3 separate regions of the Mus musculus genome follow, and all the other regions are linked to region 1. A link is a contact called in public ChIA-PET and Hi-C data. All regions are on one chromosome and are shown on one strand. The core of a region is the stretch at or near the end of the contact, and the rest is flanking DNA. Distances in the headings are between cores, read along the strand shown.

Region 1 (3,810 bases), core at 870-3,369:
ACCGTCAGGAGGCGTCTGGGCTTGTGTGACCGGATTGCCCTATTTCCTGAAGAAGCAGGAACGGAGGCTTCTAAAGTAACAGTGTGTTTATATTTTGGCAATGAAAATTTACATTTAAAAAATCCTGGGTGAGGACCTAGATATAGCTGTCTCTTGTGAGAATATGCCGGGGCCTAGCAGACACAGAAGTGGATGCTCACAGTCAGCGATTGGATGGATCACAGGGCCCCCAATGGAGGAGCTAGAGAAAATACCCCAGGAGCTAAAGGGATCTGCAACCCTATAGGTGGAACAACATTATGAACTAACCAGTACCCCGGAGCTCTTGACTCTAGCTGCATACATATCAAAAGATGGCCTAGCCGGCCATCACTGGAAAGAGAGGCCCATTGGACTCGCAAACTTTATATGCCCCAGTATAGGGGAACGCCAGGGCCAAAAAGTGGGAGTGGGTGGGTAGGGGAGGGGGGAGGGTATGGGGGACTTTTGGGATAGCATTGGAAATGTAAATGAGGAAAATACCTAATAAAAAATTAATAAAAAAATCCTGGGTGATTGATTGGTGATTGATTGGCAGGATCTCTCTGCATAACTTGGCCTGTCCTCTCTGGTCCTAGCCTCCTGAGTGCTGGGGTTACAGGTAGGCACCGCTTTCCAAGCTAAATATTATGCCAGTGGTGTCTGGCTCTCAGTGATTTGGTTTTACCATGGTGTATGAAGCAGAAGAACATCCCATAGGAATCAGATTGGGAGTTTTGATTTGGGGATTTGTTCCTGAGCTAGCAATATGACTCAGGATCCTGTTTGTGGCACTGGTTGGTGGCGATGAGCTTTAGGTCCCAGGGGACCATTACATCATAAGGAGAAGCAATGGAGACTCAAGGAATGCTGTGTGGCAGAGCAGTAGAGCAGTGACAGTGGCCGGGCCAGGTGACACACTTGGGATGAATTTGACTTGTGACAATGCCTTGAGCTTCTAGGAGGATCCATGAGTCTTCCTCAATGTCTGTCCACCTTATTTTCTGAGACAAGGTCTCCCTCACTGATTGGCTGGCCAGTGAACTCCAGGGCCCTCCTGTCTCTGCCTGTGCAGTGATCAACACCCCTATAGCTCGGATCTGGCCTCAGATACTTTGATAGTGTACTGGCTAGTTTTGTGTCAACTCGACACAGCTGGAGTTATCACAGAGAAAGGAGCTTCAGTTGAGGAAATGCCTCCATGAGATCTAACTGTAAGGTATTTTCTCAATTAGTGATCAAGGGGGAAAGGCCCCTTGTGGGTGGGACCATCTCTGGGCTGGTGGTCTTGGTTCTATAAGACAGTAGGCTGAGCAAGCCAGGGGAAGCAAGCCAGTAAAGAACATCCCTCCATGGCCTCTGCATCAGCTCCTGCTTCCTGACCTGTGTGAGCTCCAGTCCTGACTTCCTTGGTGATGAGCAGCAGTATGGAAGTGTAAGCTGAATAAACCCTTTCCTCCCCAACTTGCTTCTTGGTCATGATGTTTGTGCAGGAATAGAAACCCTGACTAAGACAGATAGCAAGAAGGATTTTCTTCAGGATGCTTCAGTTTGTAATAAAACCTTCCTGTAATTCTTACAGGATTGTTTTGAAGACGAGAAGGCCATTGTAACTGAAAGCAGGAAGAAGGAGGGAGAAAAGGAGGGAGGGATGGAAGGGAAGGTGGGAGAGAGGGAAGGAGGGAGGGAGGGAGAGAGAGAGAGAGAGAGAGAGAGAGAGAGAGAGAGAGAGAGAGACAGACATTTGGTATCCACCAGAGAAGACTATTCTCAGACGTGGGTTCAAGTCAATAGCAAGTTGTTTGTTTGTTTGTTTTGTTCTTTTGAGACAGGGTTTCTCTCTATAGCCTTGGCTGCCCTAAAACTCCCTCTGTAGACCATATGAGGCTTAATAGCAAGTCTTTATTAGCTGGCCAGTGACTACACTGGGTGTTAGGGACTTCAGTGCAGTCCTGAACCTTTCTCAGGGTGAGCTTTTATTTTTAAGCACAAACCAAAACCACATCCTGGGTTAACAACACACCTCAGTAAGAACAGTTAGGCAGAAGTAGAACTACAGAGCCAAAGAGCAAGGTTAGCACATGTAGGGACTTTCCCAGAACCATCGATGCCGATGGAATAGGTCTTTGTTCTCCTTTTGACAGATGATACTGCCTATGTGCTGGGTCCCATGGTCTGAATGGTACTTCCCTGATGGCATCAGCCATGCTAAGGTCTGGGGACCTGTTACAAGGGACTCTGTGTGTGCGTGTGTGTGTGTGTGTGTGTGTGTGTGTGTGTGTGTGTGTGTGTGTTCATTTTGTGATTGTAGCTCTGGGCTTTGGGGAGGAGGCCTTCAGGCATGGTCAGATTCAGGTGTTTATTATTATGGCTTGGTTCTTTGTGCAGAAGGCAGGAGTAGTCCAGGAAGCTCACTTATCTGGATAAGACCGTTGGAGATTAAAAGCATGATGAAGTTTAAAAAGAGCAAGCGCTTGAGAGGATGATCAGATGTCCCTCAGAATGCATGAGTCCTGAGAGTTATCATTCTTTTAGCTTTCATCTGAAACACTATACTTTCTTGAGGGCTGCGTCTCTGTCCTCAGAGTTGTCAGACCCTTGCTGGAGAGGTTCCTAAACTGGCTCAAACTTGCTGGACCCTGCCTGGATCTGCAATCTGAGGCCTTGCAATTTGGGATTTCTTTAGAATGGGCCCCAGAACTTACACACAAAAGGACAACGACCCAGGTGCCCCCATCTGTGTCTGACTGTCATAAAATAGACACTCCAGTGGGTTTCTCAAGCTTCCTTCTCCCAGGAGTTCACTGGACTTTTAGATCTCTGAACTGAACTGCTATCCTCTAAGTTGAATTAGAAGGTGTGGCACCTGAAGTGGCTGAGGGATTCTCGCCAGAGACCCCCATCCCAGGGGGTCCCAACTGCAGAAAGAATCCCAGGGAGACTATGTATCAACAAGAGACTTGGATATATACGTAAGGATTGGAGTTTGCAGAAGAGAAGCACTTAGAGCAACGAGATAGACATATTCAAGTGAGTGTGTGGGCTTCTGAAGAGTCATAGCTATAGGTGCATGCAGGGGTTAGGAGGCCATTGAAACTGCTGTGCTCAAAGACTTTCCAAGGGGCGTCATCTGCCCCTTTATCTTCCTCACTCTCTTCTATAAATGAGATAATACAGAGGCTCCAGAGTCCATGGGTAGGATTTGCACTGGGGTAAGGTAAAGCTATAGGTCACAGGGTAGCAGGGTGGACTGAGATCTGGCTTTTTACCCATCAGGAAACTTCAGGGTTACAACTAGGAGAATAGAAAGGTTACATATATTGAGGCTTTAAGCATGGTTCATCACTACCTTAAAGATTACATTTAGGGGCTGGAGAGATGGCTCAGTGGTTAAAAGCACTGACTGCTCTTCCAGAGGTTCTGAGTTCAATTCCCAGCAAACACATGGTGGTCCATAACCATCTGCAATGGGACCTGATGCCCTCTTCTGGTGTTTCTGAAGACAGCTACCATGTACTCATACACATAAAATAAATAAATAATTGGAAAATACATTTGTGTGTGTGCATGTGTGTGCACATGTATGAGTATGTGTGTGCACATGTATGTGTGTGTGTGCATGTGTGTACACATGTGTGTGTACATGTATTTGTGAATGTCCATGTGAAAGTGACTGTCAGAGGACTTGGTTCTCTCCTTTCCCCATGCAAGTTCTGGTATCCAACTCAGGTCACCATTGCCTTTATCCACTGAGAAATCTACCCATCCCTTTTAAATTTTAAGATAAGATTG
Region 2 (3,810 bases), core at 483-2,982, 490 kb after region 1:
CCTGAGGGCTAGAGCTAGGCCAGGGCCTTTCCTGAACTGCTGCCCCCACCTACAGGGTAGGTGGTCAGGGGTGGGTACTGGTTGGTAGAGTGATCAAAAGCAGGACAAGTACCTCTTGTGACCCGGACTCAAAAGTCCTGGGCACTGCCAATTTGGGAATATTTTTCCCCCCAAGGGTTAATTAAGACTGCAAATTCTCAGCAAAAAAGGTTTGGGCCAGAACTCCTGAAAGGTGTTGGGTCAGAGGGCTGACGGGTCAACAAGCCGATGACCACCAGGGAGTCACAGAGCCAGGACGGGGGAAGCTCCACCTGGCCCACCACTTGCTTGAACAATAAAGTTTTACTGGCACACAGCCAGGCCTGCTCATTTACATATTCCCAGTGGAACTTTCCACTTAACACTGTAGACTGAATTAGCAACAACAAAGATGGTATAGTGCATCATGTAAAAATAGTCACCACTGGGGCCCTTTACTGAAGATGTGCCACCCATGAAGAAGGACGTCACAGTAAATGAAAACACATGTACATGCTAGAGCCTTGAACAGCAGCAGCTGGTAGGGAACAACCCAACAGGCCTCCAGCAGGGTCTGGAGTGAATGGCAGGTATCACACTTCAGCTAGGCTTACTCTATATAGCCTTGGCTGGCCTCAAACTCCTGATCCTCCTGCTTCAGCATCCTAAGTGCTCTGACCACAAACAAGCCCTGCCACGCCCAGCTTTTTCCCATGCCTCCCCTCATTTGCAGGTTTCAGAGGGAGTGGCCTGTCATGTGGCACCTGAGGAATTCCCCCGAGTAGCTCTGGAAACTCCCCAGATGGGAGAGCCAGCTGTTCAGAGAGCAATAGAGACTTGGAGACAGCAGGCAGCCACCAGCCAGGTCAGGAACTGGGTCTCATGGTCAGGGGCTCCTGCGGGCCTTACAGTGAAGTATCAGGACACCAACGCCCAGTGGCTGCCCCTCCTCTGCCCGGCAGATGTGCGTATGAATTCAACCACTCAGTCACACAGAGAACAACTCTAAGAAGCCCCATGCCCGGCCTCTCTCCCATGCACACTTTAATCTGCCTGCATTCATGAACACAGCACACGACTTGGTCTGTGGCAGTTTTCCCAGCCTGAGCGACACCATGGGCTCTGTTCCCAACACCGAAAGAAAGGAAGCTCTGGGAGCTGAGGCTGCCTGTCAGAACCCACCCAAGGGACATTACTTAAGGCCTCAGTTTCCCCAAATTCCCAGCTGCCAGCACGGTACAGCACCCCTCCCCCCGCCCGCCCCCAAGGCCCCCAGTGCAGCTAGGCGCCTCACCCACTCGGTGCAGGAAGAGCTTGCCCTTGGCAGGGAAGCTGTAGTTGATGACGTTGTCCAGCAGTGGGATGTCCAGGCCCCGGGCGGCCAGGTCAGTCACGATGAGGGTGGAACATTTGTTGTGTGTGAACTTGGCCAAGTTGATCTTGCGGGCCGTCTGGTCCAAGGCACTATAGATGTGGGCGCAACTCACACCCTGGCCCATCAGCAACTGTGCAGAGGAAAGGCGGTGAGGGTGGGGGAAGCTTGCAGGAAGGAGCAAGGGCTGGAGGCTGGGCCCAGGCTCGGGCACTCTGGGTCTGAACACTGCTCCCTGCGTCAGCATCAAAGCAGCTCCTACCTAACTTCCTAGCTCTGCAAGGCTGCTGGATCCTGTGTGACCATGGGCCAATTACTCAGTCTCTCTGTGCCTCACAGGACTACGTGGTTAATGTACCATTGAGGAACGAGCCTGAGACACAGGAAGCCTGTGAACACCAACCGCTCTCTCCAAGTTACTATTTTAGTCTCCGACGCTCGGGGGAGGAAGGCGCCGTTAACATGCCGGGTAAATGAGACTCAGGCACCCGTGCCCTCAACAGTGCCCAGGTGTGCCTACTGGGGCGAGACAGTGGCTAGGCAGCCCCTCCCCCAGCCTTCCAGGCTGCTGGCACTCTCCAGATGCAAGCATCTAACTGCGGGTCACACAGGTGTGAATGTACAGAGAAGGCCAAGGGCACGCCACCCTGCTAACACGCTAGCTTTATACTTAGGTGTCAGGCATGGCACAAACTGGAAATTCACCCCCCCAAAAATCCAGGTCCACTAGGAGTTACTGCAGATGACTGGAACAGAAAGCAAGACAGGCCAAAACCAACTTGGGTGTGCTGACAGGGTCTGCACCCTCACAACGGCATTGACAGTTCACCAGTGTCTTCTGATGTCAGCGTGTGGGAAAAGCCCCACCCAGGCTCATGGGCGCGCTATTGCTGCCCTCTGGTGGCCTCCCTTGGAAGTGCAACTCTGGGTGCTGGATGAAGCTGGTTTGAGAGCCCATGGTTTCTCCATCCCCCAGAGCCCCAGCTCACCTCTGTGAGGTACTCCGCATGGTGCTTTGTGGCTACAAACACCACAGTCTGGTCCTGGGGCCGAACGACATTCTGCAGCAGGTAGAGGAGCACAGCAGCCTTGGTGTCTTCGCGCACAAGGAGGAAGGAGGTCTGCGGGCAGAGGGAGGGATGTGGACTCCTGGTCATGGACTGGCCGACTCTGCCCCGGCACTAGCCTGAGGAAGGAGCCCAACACCACCTCACCTTGAGCTGCTCATTGAGCTTGGAGTCTACGTCCAGGCGGATGAGCACGGGCTCTGTGAGGCCTGTTGGGGTGCGGGGGGGATTGCAGGGGTCATGAAGGGGCAGACCCCACCCCCACCCCGAGTCCAGCACCACGCCCCACTCACTGGCTCACCTGCCCGTGCAAATTCCACCAGCAGCTTGGGCAGTGTAGCTGAGAACAGCACCGTCTGGTGGCCCCCAGGAAGGCGGCCTATGATCTCCTGTAGCTGCTCAGCAAAGCCCATTTCAAAGAGCCTGCAGGGAATGGCGGGCAGGGAGGCTCAATGGTAGGCTCCTACCCTAAAGAGCTTGGAACCCTGGCTCCCCTCACTTCAGAACCCCGGCCACGTGGCACTGTGAATCTTCCTGTGTCTGTTTCTCCGCTGTAGGGGAATGAACGCAGCCTCACGCATCCTCAGTGAGCCCTCTCTACTGCCCACAGTCAGCATGGGATGTAACGTTCTTTTCAGCACTAAGTCATAAACTTACAATGATGATGAGCAGATGCCCAGGGATGGGACTACTCAAACATACATTCACATCTCCTGGGCAGACCTAGTCTCCTGTGACCTCCCTCTTCTTTGCTTCCTGAGCGCTGGGGACAACCTTGACTGTTGCTCGGGGTTGGGGGTGGGGTATACCCGTGGCCTCACCTGTCTGCTTCATCGAACACCACATACTCCACACTCTGCAGCTTCAAGTTCATCTCCACAGCCACATGCACCAGACGCCCAGGGGTGGCAATGATTCTGGAAGCAATACACAGGCCAGGTCACTCCCGGCCCAGGACCACCACAGCCCACGACACCTTCCACGCCACTCTCTGGGAAGGGGCCCCAGAGCATCACCCCCATCAACAAACTCACATGTCAGGGTTCTCGTGCAGGGCTGCAAACTGGTCTTCCATTCTAGGGGAAAAGCAAGGGCTGCCTGAGAAACAGTGCTTTTGAATCTGTCCCTCCCCTGCCCTCCCCCACAGCCAAGCAACCCCACAGTTCGCCATGGAGCACACACTATAGGTATGGAAGTGAGAAATGCTTACTGTGAGACACCTGGTCAAGGCCCTGCCCCCGCTGAGAAACAAGGGAGAACCTTAGACTCCTCACCAGCAAAGTGCCGCCAACGCACAGCGCCACCTAGTGACTCAGCTTGGAATTACCAGCTTCACCTAGAACCCTAATTCCC
Region 3 (3,810 bases), core at 939-3,438, 280 kb after region 1:
CACGCTCAGCCCGTCATACTCCTTTGTTCTACATGAGTATGCTTCTGTTTCTGACCAATCTGTCAATAAGTTTTCTTCTAAGATTCTCCTTCACAAGAGGTTCATTAAAAATATAATCTGAACAAACAATAATGTTTAAAATCTCAGTTTATTAAATATATCTTATTTTATATAAGATATATAATATAAGATACATACAAGATATATTTAATATATCATTATATTATAATGATAATATGATTATGTGTATGTAGACTGTTATGCAATTATGGGTTGGGTTTTGGGGTGGGTTTGCATCATATAATCAGTACCAAATTGACTTCTTAGCAAATGTTCATGTAAACTAAATTGATTACTTAGTCCACCTCCATTTTGTTCATAATAAAGCTAAAATTAACAAATAATAGGGCTGGCGAGATGACTTAGCAGGTAAGAGCACTGACTGCTCTTCCAAAGGTCCTGAGTTCAAATCCCAGCAACCACATAGTGGCTCACAACCACCCATAATGAGATCTGATGCCCTCTTCTGGTGTGTCTGAAGACAGCTACAGTGTACATGCTTATAATAATAAATAAATCTTTGGGCCAGAGCGAGCAGAGCAGGGACTGGGCAATCAGGGCTGACTGAAGGGATCAGAGCTAAGCGGAGTGAGCCGGGTTGACTGAAGCAAGCAGAGGTCCTAAATTCAATTCCCAACAACCAGATGAAGGCTCACAACCATCTGTACAGCTACAGTGTGTACTCATATACATTAAATAAATAAATAAATCTTAATAAAAAAAACAAATAATAATGATGATAAATAGAGGTGGTTAATGGTCCTGAATCTTTCTTGGAGACAAATAACATGAGTGTTTAAATTTAAAAATAAAATTAAAACAGGTTTTTAAGGATGAGATATTCATAATCACACAAGTCATGGTCAAACTGTCATTTCACTGATCACTATTCCATTTCTGGTTCCATAGCACGGACCCCATGACCTAGAGATTAATTTCACTAATGCGATGATGGCCATTCCTAAGGGTACGTTTCTACTATTGGGCCCTTGCCCTCTGTCTTAGTTAGGGTTTTACTGCTGTGAACAGACACCATGACCAAGGCAACTCTTTATAAAAACAACATTTAATTGAGGCTGGCTTACAGATTCAGAGGTTCAGTCCATTATCATCATGGTGGGAGCATGGTGACATCCAGGCAGACATGACGCTGGAGGAGGAGCTGAGAGCTCTATAGCTTCATTTGAAGGCTGTCAAGAGAATAATGACTTCCAGGCAGCTAGGATGAGGATATTAAAGCCCATGCCCTCAGAGACACAACCACTCCAACAAGGCCACACCTACTCCAACAAGGCCACACCCACTCCAACAAGGCCACACCCACTCCAACAAGGCCACACCTCCCTAGCACAAACATACAAACCATCACACCCTCCCTTTAGGTAAAACTAACATTTGTCTGTGCCTTTAAATTCATTTTATATGAAAACGAGTGTGTTTGTAAATACAGGCATCTAAAGAATTTTTGAGGATTTTTTTAAAAACAACTACAGACAAAAGAAACAAACAAACAAAAAAAAATACATGGTTTCTAAAGCTCCAACACAGAGGCTTCTAAACACCTGCCATCTTCACGGCTCCAGCTAAGCCTGCCCGAAGTCACAGCGAGACAGGTTAATGTTATATCCCTTCATAAAAGGGGGAGACAGACTGGCCATGCCAGCTGAATTATATGAACAAATGGACAGACCAGGAAAAAAAAATAAAGCCTAAAAATGGAGATCTATTCCCATGACTAGAATGTCCTCATACATATTGAGTTGAAACTTTTAGCGTGACTGTTGGGGGCAGCCACGCACCCATCAGTCACCCCTTGCAATTCTCTGTATGTAAACCTGATAAGCCCATTGGTTCTCTAGAGTGAACTCTGCAATTGAACTTTGGTTTGTCACTGAGACCTTATGGAGAGGGATTAGGCATTGCTCAGTCCCCCTCTGTGGAGGAGAAAATTCTCTCAGCAGATAGTAAACTCATCTATAAATGCTCTTATTATGTCTCGTGGTATTCAAGTTTCTTAATGTGAAAAGGATGTAGTGATTAAAATTGGTTTCGTAAAGGAGGATGTGGTGGTTTGACTAGGCTTGGTCTTAAGCAGAGGCACTGTTAAGAGGTGTAGCCTCGAGCAGGAAGTGTGTCACTGTGGGCGTGGCCTTGGAGGTCTTCTCCTATGCTCAGGCTCCACACAGTGCAGAAAGTTAATCTCCTTGATGCTTTCAGGCAAGATGCAAACTCTCAGCTCCTTCTCCAGCATCATGCCTGGATGCTGCCAGGCTTCCTACCATCATGATAATGGACTGAACCTCTGCAAGTCTAAATCAGACCCAAGAGTCACCACAGCTATGCCAATGGGAAGTTCCCTACTTAAAGGGTTTGGCCTTTATAAACTCCCTGCTCACTCAGGTCAGGGTTGTCTCTTTAGACTTGTAGTCACAACAGTGCATACCCCTGTCTGGCTCGGTGTGGCTCAATAAAAACTGCAGATTCATCAAGAGCCGGTCCTGATCTTCTCTTGGGAGAGAACAGACAACTGCAACTTATGGGGGCTCCCACGGGATCTATTCTGTCCATGAGAAAGAGGCTCTAATTCAACTCTGCAAGCCTTTCTGGGGTGTTTTCCATAGGTCTTGGACCCCATAGACTCATGTGTTTGATTGCTTGGCCCACAGGGAGTGGCACTATTAGGAGGTGTGTCCTTGTCAGAATGGGTGTGGCCTTGTTGGAGGAAGTTGTCACTGTGCAGGTGAGGCTCTGAGGGCTCCTAGTGCAGAAGAGACAGTTTCCTCCTAGCTATCTTCAGATGAAGATACAGAACTCTCACCTTCTTCTCCAGCACCAGGTCTGCCTGGACACTGCAATGCGTCTCACCGTGATGATAATGGACTGAACCTCTGAAACCGTAAGCCAGCACCACATAAATGTTTACTTTTATAAGAGTTAACTTTGGTCATGGTGTCTCTTCACAGCAATGGAGACCCTAAGTAAGACACCTTCTATACTGTCTGGTCTTCTGAGTGCACTCTTTTGGGTAACTATGGAGTGACTGAGCACAGTCTCAAGCCCAGGGTATCAGGGGACACCCTGTTGACATTTGGGTAAGGTGACTCCTGACCCCGGGACACCCATGGTTGTCAGTCTGCTGTGTTGGGTGAGTGAGAGCCTGGTGGCTGCTGTTGATTCTCTGTTTATTACTTGTTGGGAGCCGCGCCCACATTCGCCGTTACAAGATGGCGCTGACAGCTGTGTTCTAAGTGGTAAACAAATAATCTGCGCATATGCCGAGGGTGGTTCTCCACTCCATGTGCTCTGCCTTCCCCGTGACGTCAACTCGGCCGATGGGCTGCAGCCAATCAGGGAGTGACACGTCCTAGGCGAAATATAACTCTCCTAAAAAAGGGACGGGGTTTCGTTTTCTCTCTCTCTTGCTTCTTACACTCTTGCTCCTGAAGATGTAAGCAATAAAGTTTTGCCGCAGAAGATTCTGGTCTGTGGTGTTCTTCCTGGCCGGTCGTGAGAACGCGTCTAATAACAATTGGTGCCGAATTCCGGGACGAGAAAAAACTCGGGACTGGCGCAAGGAAGATCCCTCATTCCAGAACCAGAACTGCGGGTCGCGGTAATAAAGGTTCCCGTAAAGCAGACTGTTAAGAAGGATTCAACTGTATGAATTCAGAACTTTTCAGCTGGGGAACGAGAGTACCAGTGAGTACAGCTTTACGAGGTAAGTCTGATCTTGAACTTTCTAAGGAAATT

What was found. A called contact is a pair of places that touch in the nucleus more often than the background predicts. ChIA-PET counts read pairs in DNA pulled down with a chosen protein or histone mark.
Region 2: a contact with region 1 is called in a Hi-C map of B cells, with 2.3 times the contacts expected there. The contact joins two enhancer-like sites. A contact is called at or near these places in 3 of 484 Hi-C or Micro-C datasets (B cells, embryonic fibroblasts and reprogramming fibroblasts).
Region 3: a contact with region 1 is called in an RNA polymerase II ChIA-PET map of memory CD8 T cells, with 5 read pairs. The contact joins two enhancer-like sites. A contact is called at or near these places in 1 of 39 promoter capture datasets (embryonic stem cells), 9 of 484 Hi-C or Micro-C datasets (CD4 T cells, adipose-derived mesenchymal stem cells, embryonic stem cells and 1 more), 1 of 115 datasets of contacts at active chromatin or transcription factors (memory CD8 T cells) and 1 of 9 other capture datasets (adipose tissue).

What each region holds. Positions count from the first base shown.
Region 1 is chr5:121,105,425-121,109,234 of GRCm38.p6, reverse strand. No RefSeq gene overlaps it. Among named protein-coding and RNA genes, the nearest start is that of Ptpn11, 84 kb to the left of the region's middle. Within about 2 kb of position 2,119, at least 68 of the 459 cell types and tissues checked have an H3K27ac peak or open chromatin away from gene starts, as enhancers often do. A contact at or near this core is called in B cells and memory CD8 T cells, where this site is marked.
Region 2 is chr5:120,619,328-120,623,137 of GRCm38.p6, reverse strand. Ddx54 (DEAD box helicase 54) reads right to left here. Exons shown (of 20, transcript NM_028041.2): 6 at 3,492-3,533; 7 at 3,279-3,374; 8 at 2,759-2,880; 9 at 2,605-2,666; 10 at 2,380-2,511; 11 at 1,313-1,523. Among named protein-coding and RNA genes, the nearest start is that of Ddx54, 8.1 kb to the right of the region's middle. Within about 2 kb of position 1,732, at least 96 of the 459 cell types and tissues checked have an H3K27ac peak or open chromatin away from gene starts, as enhancers often do. A contact at or near this core is called in B cells, where this site is marked.
Region 3 is chr5:120,829,604-120,833,413 of GRCm38.p6, reverse strand. No RefSeq gene overlaps it. Among named protein-coding and RNA genes, the nearest start is that of Oas1f, 16 kb to the left of the region's middle. Within about 2 kb of position 2,188, at least 37 of the 459 cell types and tissues checked have an H3K27ac peak or open chromatin away from gene starts, as enhancers often do. A contact at or near this core is called in memory CD8 T cells, where this site is marked.